Linked DNA regions of Zea mays: region 1 is linked to region 2. Evidence: chromatin contacts called from public Hi-C data. All regions are on one chromosome and are shown on one strand. The core of a region is the stretch at or near the end of the contact, and the rest is flanking DNA. Distances in the headings are between cores, read along the strand shown.

Evidence for each region. A called contact is a pair of places that touch in the nucleus more often than the background predicts.
Region 1: a contact with region 2 is called in a Hi-C map of ear, with 2.9 times the contacts expected there. The contact joins the promoter of LOC103647038 here to the promoter of LOC111590831 in region 2. A contact is called at or near these places in 3 of 25 Hi-C or Micro-C datasets (ear, endosperm and tassel).

The regions. Positions count from the first base shown.
Region 1 is chr2:144,685,782-144,689,624 of Zm-B73-REFERENCE-NAM-5.0, forward strand. LOC103647038 (RING/FYVE/PHD zinc finger superfamily protein) reads left to right here and starts at 2,252. Exons shown (of 7, transcript XM_023301652.2): 1 at 2,252-2,650. The coding sequence starts at 2,321.
Region 2 is chr2:143,879,360-143,883,166 of Zm-B73-REFERENCE-NAM-5.0, forward strand. It overlaps LOC111590831, which reads left to right and starts at 1,673. Exons shown (of 2, transcript XM_023301651.2): 1 at 1,673-1,895. The coding sequence starts at 1,673. All of the region lies in intron 1 of LOC100276786, which reads right to left.

The sequences.
Region 1 (3,843 bases), core at 1,002-3,501, 810 kb after region 2:
GCCATCATTGCCTATCTGGCGGAGCTAGCCAGATGGGACGCCGGTCTTGTTCCCTGCGGCCCGAGTCAGCTCGGGGTAGGGTGATGATGGCGCCTCCTGTTGACGTGGCTGGTCTGCGCCCTAGGTTGGGCGATGTGGAAGCTCCTCCGAAGCCGAGGTCGAGTCTGTCTTCCGTGGTCGAGGTCGAGTCCGAGCCCCTGGGTCGGGCGAGGCGGAGTTCGTCGTCTCCTAGGGCTGAGCCCAAGTCCGAGCCCTGAGTCGGGCAGAGCGGAGTTCGCCGTCTTCTGGGACTTAGCCCGAGTCCGAGCCCTGGGTCGGGCGGAGCGGAGTTCGCCATCTTCCGGGGCTGAGCCCGAGTCCGAGCCCTGGGTCGGGCGGAGCGGAGTTCGCCGTCTTCCGGGACTTAGCCCGAGTCCGAGCCCTGGGTCGGGCGGAGCGGAGTTCGCCGTCTTCCGGGACTTAGCCCGAGTCTGAGCCCTGGGTCGGGCGGAGCGGAGTTCGCCGTCTTCCGGGACTTAGCCCGAGTCCGAGCCCTGGGTCGGGCGAAACGGAGCTTCCTATGGTGCCTTCGGCAGGGCCTGACTGCCTGTCAGTCTCACTCTGTCAAGTGGCACCGCAGTCGGAGTGGCGCAGGCGGCGCTGTCCTTCTGTCAGGCCGGTCAGTGGGTCGGCGAAGTGACGACGGTCACTTCGGCTCTGCCAGCCGGGGGGGCGCGCGTCAGGATAAAGGTGTCAGACCACCTTTGCATTAAATGCTCCTGCGATTTGGTCGGTCGGTGCGGCGATTTAGTCAGGGTTGCTTCTTAGCGAAGGCAGGGCCTCGGGCGAGCCGGAAATATGTTCGCCGCTGGAGGGGGGCCTCGGGCGAGACGGAAATCCTCCGGGGTCGGCTGCCCTTGTCCGAGGCTAGGCTCGGGCGAGGCGTGATCGAGTCGCTCGAATGGACTGATCCCTGACTTAATCGCACCCATCAGGCCTTTGCAGCTTTATGCTGATGGGGGTTACCAGCTGAGAATTAGGAGCCTTGAGGGTACCCCTAATTATGGTCCCCGACAATTATTATAATTCAATGATGGATAATATTGATGAGGTGACCGATAAGAGGGTGATAGCTTTGGGAGCAATAAAAAAGGACAAGATCATGGTAGCCAGGGCCTACAACAAGAAGATCAAAGCAAAGTCATTTCAAGTAGGGGACCTGGTGTGGAAGACCATCCTGCCTCTAAGGAATAAAGATCGAAAGTTTGGAAAATGGTCGCCAAGCTAGGAGGGTCCTTATAAAGTAAAACAAGTAATGTCTGGTAACGCATATTTACTACAAACATTACAAGGCAAGGATTTACCCAAGGCTTTGAATGGGCGTTTCCTCAAACAGTACCATCCTAGTATGTGGCAAGTTGCCTAAGAGAACTGATGTAATCACATCGAGTTAGTTGCTTTTGGTTTGCTCAACTCCACCAAAAGGCAGGGGGCATATGTTGAGCACTAAAAAGAGCACCGGACAGTCCGCGCAAGCGCAGAACAGATTAGGGTTCCGAGTTTCTTGCTATGTTTGTTGGCGAGAATCTCGGGATTAGCTCGGAATTTTGTTGGTAACGGGTCCAGCCCCCCTCCTCTATAAAAGCAGAGGAATACGACCGATTTAATCAATCAATCAACCCTCAACAATACAATTTATATTTATTCTTAAGAGTAGTTCTAGTCTAGTTTTAGATTAGTCTTCCAATTCCCAAATTCTTCGCTTCTCTTCGACTCTACGTCGATTAGAGCAGTCTAGGTCGGCCTGCCGAGCCTAGACATCTCCTGTGATCTCTCCTCCCCGACGGGGTCCCTCCCGGGAGCGAGATCCAGGTACCGTCGACGACTTCCGCCGCCCCTGCGCACGCGCGGATCGTCCGGCCCCAGGACGCGGGCCGTCCGACCTTCAGGCAGGAAACCCTAGCCTCGCGTCAGGCCGCAGACCGTCCGACCCCTGGCCACGGACCGTCCGCCCCTGTACAGAAAGCACCACCGCTAGTTCATGTTGAGTGATTGACGCCCGAAAAATGTGTCAACACTCGCCACATTAGAAAAAAGTTATTTTTAAAGAAATCTTCTCTTGGCAAATATATAATGACAACGGAAAAAGTGTTAAATGAAAATATGATATATGTGACAGTGGAAAATAGAAAAAAGTTATTTTTAAAGAAATCTTCTCTTGGCAAATATATAAAGACAACGAAAAAGTGTTAAATGAAAATACGCTATCTGTGACCGTGGCAAAAAAAAAAAATCCTTATTTGTGGCAACGGCCAACGCCTCTCGGCACGTGATCGGGACGATGCTTGGAGTTCGGATCAAAAAGTTTCTGCCGACCTCAGCGGACCCGAGGGCCAACGAAGCCCAAAGCCCACAGACGACGCTACGGCCTCGCCTTCCGTTTCTGCACGTTCCTTCTCTGGAAGCCGAGGCCCGCTCGCTCGAAGCGGCTGTTGCGCCGCTCAATTTCAATCCGGAGGCTGAAGCCACGGGGGAGAAGGGCGCATGGTTTCCGCAGCGCGCGCTGCATCCCTTCTGGCCTTGTTGCGGCCTCCGGAGCGCGGATCTTGACATCGGCGACGACAACGGCGAGGAGGAGGATCTTCTCACGGCACTGCGACCCTGCGAGATGGTAAGAGCTCGCGCTCCAGTTCCCACCCTCTTCATTTATGTGGCGCGTTTATTTCTCTTCGTTATTTGGTTGGCTAATTTCTTCGGAGAGTGTTAAAATCCGTGTGGAGCCAACCAACTCTGTGACGGCAAGGTGTTCGAGATCATGCGGATCACATTTGCTCGGCTTTCAGCAGGGAAGGGGAATCTAATCGGACGGAGTCGCGTTATTAGACCTATCCTATTCTTGTGCAGAACGCGCCCATTTGGGCAGGGGCTGGTAGCTGGTACTATTTTGAGAAGGGAACATGTAGGGTAGCACATATTAAGTTATGACCGGATCCAACACCCTTCCACAGCCTCTTTGTTGCCCTGCATTTTTTTTTTCAAAAGAAACACCCTCTACCACCTGCACCGTGATTTTTGCATGAAAGGGAGACGCGCGAGGACGTTGGACATAGGATGGATGGTCGTGTGGTGATTTAATATAGGTACCATGTGCATCGAAGACTCTATGTGCATGTGACGCTTTCTCTTTTCACAGGGGCGGGAGCGAGGCTCCTGCTCGAGGGGAGCTTTGGGGGGGGGGGGGGGGGGGGCATGACGGAGACGAGTCCCCAGCTCCTGGTTTTGCATAAGAATAGTCAAATATCTTGTCGTCCAGAAACACGCTATTACTGCCGTGTCTCCTAAGCCTTTCCATTATCAATTGTTGTGCCAATTTTCTAACTCTGAAACACTTTTGAATTTTGTTTGTGTGTGTTAGATTTTGTGTATAAACTACAGTTTCAGATTGGTAGAATCCTGCTGGCAAAAATGTTGCCAAAATGCCAACACAACTTTGAAAAGAGCTTACTTAGGCAATGAAGTCTTGTGGAGTGAGAGAAAAATTGGTAATATCAAGGTGCAGCTTGCCATGGCTAAGGAGGTCCTTCATCGGTTTGAAATTGCTAGGGATCGCTGCACTCTATCTGATGGGTAAGAATGGCTGCGTAGGAAACTCAAAATGCACTGTCTCGGCCTTGCCTCGCTTGAGTGTACTATTGCCCGTTCTTGAAGATGATCTGGGCGCCAATCACTACGAGGAGTACCAGCAACGGTGCTCTCTGCAGCAGCGTGGATGGTCCGCTGTGTAGGACCAGACAGTCCGCAACCTGCGGCAGGAGCCGAGTCTTCTCTCCGCTGAGCTGGATGGTCCGTGCCTGGTGGCCGCAC
Region 2 (3,807 bases), core at 423-2,922:
AGTAATTTAGGATTAAACTTTAAAATCCAATTCATGCATATTTCCCTTTTTTATATGTGTGAAACCACGCATCACAGCCAGAGTTCAAATTTTTAGCAGGATCAACTAAGATCGAAGGAAAATGTGGACTTCAATGACACAATTAACTAAGTACCATATTTCTCTAGAGATAATTTGCAGTGGTATACAAATGAGACCATTCAGACAAGCAAAACTTCCTGATGGCATGAAAAGGAAACGTTGCAGGGACTGCATCGAGTTAAGTAATCAGAGCTGTAATTGAAGTTGCAGGGAGCCATTTTACCTAGGTCATTGAATTTTTTCCCAAATTAGTGGTGCAGCAGCTTTTTTTCTCGAAAATACAGGTTGCGTCTCGTTTCATTAATAGGTAGACAAAACAGTCCAAATATATGTCGATTCCACAGCTTGGGTTAGTTTTCTTGTACATCCGCACTCTAAATTAGATACAAACAGCATAGCCTAGCTAATGTCCTAGAAGAGAGACTAGAGCCTTGGCTCCTTCCATCGCCCAAAGGTGACCTGGGTTGTTCACCTCATGTAACACCATTCACCTCCAACGGTGAGATGTCATCAAACTCGCATTAATTCCAATGTGTCAAGATCATCCAAGCAACGAGGATGGCTAATGTGTTTAGACCCTTCCTCGCTGCCTTGGGTGCCCTCCACGTGCTTCGTCGCCACCATGCTTGGAACTTGTCGTCATTTTGTGATGGCACAAGGACATCAAGTCCCAGACGATGAAGCACAACAAACCAAACTTGGCGTGAGAATACGCAAGATATCAAGACATGGTTGATAGTCTCATTCTCCTGGCAGTGGCGGGCCCAGGATTTAGAGGGTGGGTATTGGAAAGTTTAGGATGAAACTTTTTTTGGAAGACCTAAAACTTGTCTATCAGCATATATATAATCTATAATTAAGCACACACGATATGGTCATAACTGATTCAATAGCTAGTCTACTAAACTCAAATTCGATACAACTTTTTCAAAAGTTTTAAATCAAAATGCACATGTTGGTTGTTGCTCAGTTGCTAGCTGGTTGTTTGCCTCTTTGACTCTTTCAATCGCTAATGCCCCACCTGCAGCACAGTACTGCAAGCAGCCAAGCAGGAGAGGTCGGGGTCAGGTGGCTGCCGGCTGGGTTGGCTTGGACATTGGCACGGACCCTGCCCCCTAGGGGTCTGTCTTGGCACGCGGTGGCACCCTGACTGCGGTGGATCGAAGCCTCGGATGACGGGCGACTCAACAACAAGGCCAAGTGCGACGCAGCGACAGTTAGCCAGTCAGGTATGGGCACCTAGTGGCACCACAAAGCCGCGGTGGGGCGACAGAGGTGCTCGTGTCTCCATGCGGGCACGCGAGGGCAGCAAGACGCGACCACGACTTGGCAGTTAGCGCTATGGTGGCTCTATCATGGTGCGACTACAATAGGGTTTGGGGATTTTTTTTCCCGTGAGGTACTGAGGTGGACTTTGTCGCTCTGTTGAGTCTCATGGGCCACGACATTCTATTGGGCTGGTTAGGTATGGGAGACGGGAAGGAGATATTTGGTCCAAGTTAAAAATATTCCTTCATTTATTTGATTTATTTCCTATTTTCCATGTATATATATACTATATATATGTATATATTTATTTTTTATACAAATAATGGGTATTCATTTTAATACCCTTGAATTGAATGGGGCCCGCCCGTCTCCTGGTCACATAAAGGGCAGCGTGGAGGGTGGGGGCAGACAGGCAGTCCATGGTGAGCCACGCGGCCTGACGTCCAGCACCGCTCGTGTGCCGCCATCCAGAGAAAGAACTTGCACTCCAAGTCTCCAACGGCGCCCAGATCTTCCAAATACGCCTGCAAGGCTGAAAGGAAATAGTATGGGTGAAGAACCGATGGTAGCTGGACTTGGCAGTGTACTGATCAGCTAGCGAAGTCTTGTCATACTTCAGCAGCAGGTTTACTGGCAGCAAACTGGAACCCAATGCTAAAGTGGGAAATTGTCTAAACAAAAATATGTATGAGTACTGTTCTGCTCCTCACCCGAGGCATCAAGCATCAGATTTTAGAAAGAACAAATTCAGCCAGGATCTTCATAGGCGACAAGGCGACCCCCCCCCAGGGCAAGCTGGGTACACTTATCGCCTAAGCGCAAGGCGTAACAAGACCCCCTCAAGGAGAGCTGGATCTGCCCGGACACCTACACTACGCCTTTGAAACAGAGGCCTTGATTGGGGTAACAGGACACTTATGTACTAATATACACAGGGCAAACATGAATCCACACCAAATCAGCTGTATTGACTATTGACTTATATAAGAGAACCATTTGTTCACCTAGCCTTCAAAGATGCCATTTTGATATAACACTGAGCCCTAGAGTAGTCCCTCCGACCCAAAAAAAAACCAGCAATTGTATGGTTCAAATTTTGTCCCAAATTAAGTGCAACCGTAGGCATTCTGTCATCACCAGCTTGTGGATCCGCTAAAAAATCAGCCGCACACCTCCTCAACGGACGCCCAGAACCATAAGCATCTCGTCCACTCGTTCACCACCCCATTCTCCAACTGTGCAGTGTACACGATGCACCTGCTCTCCCACATCTTCCTGAGATTCCGGTGAGAACTTCCTGCTCCAAGACGCAGGGAAGAAACTCTATCCTCACGCGCTGTGAGCCCGCCCATGCCAAGCTCCCTGCCCCAGTCATGGCCACGGCCCTTGGCAGCATCGTCGACCTCCCTCAAGCCCCTACTGCGGATGCCATCCAAGCATTCGGAGAGGAGTGGTGGTGTGTGGTCACGTGGAGTGCTTGTTCCAGCAGCCATCATTCACCTCTCCTTGCACTAACGTGGAGGAGCAGGGAGTTCGATGCCGTGATGGAGAGGCGTGTGGATGCTAGAAGGTGGTGGCGCGTGTGGGGATACCACGGCATGGGAAGGGCCACAAAGCAGCCAGAAACCACCTGAAGACGAGGAAGCTTGGAATCGGATCCAAGCGAGCGAGCGGTGGTACTCAGGGCAAGGATGATGAGGTAGCTATGGGACGCAGTCGGGAACCTTCTGAGGACGAAGAGTCTGGAATGGGATTGAGATTTTCCAAATGTATTATTGCAATTTCACATCCATAATTGGTATCCATGTCAGGTCCTACAATCGTATTCTTTGTGGGACCAAGGGAGTAGGTGAGTGACTTCAGTATCTAAAAAATTCCATAAAATTAGTGCGGTGATAGCTATAGCTAGTGGCAGTATTTTCGTGCTTCAGCAATGGGTTTGTTGACAACAAACTGGCCGCCTAAATGGGTAACCAGATAGTGAACATACAAAGGAATAGGGAGCTCTTCTTCACCTCATCCAAGACAAGGATTCCTTCTGAAAGAGCTATCTGTATCTAATAATGATTTTAGGATAACACCGATGCAGCAAGCATCATATTCACATTGGGATAATAGGATATGTCCATTCTAATGAACAAGGCAAAATTGCAGAGCCAATACGACCAGGAAATCATTTCTTCGCCTAGCGCCCAATAGATCCCATACTGATGCCATACTAAGCCCTATATAATTGAGACTCGGCGGAGCTTCAATCAAAGGTGAAGAACGAACTCCACCATCTATCGATTACCGCGACCCCTATGATGAACAAGAACGAATCTGCGCCGATGGCAGGAGTCCTAGAATCAAACAGCCTACCAACGGAGCAAGAATCGCCCACTATTCCACCAAGGCCTATTCCATCCATGGTCTCCCCCCACACCAGGAACAGCACATTGGCCTAACCGCAACGGC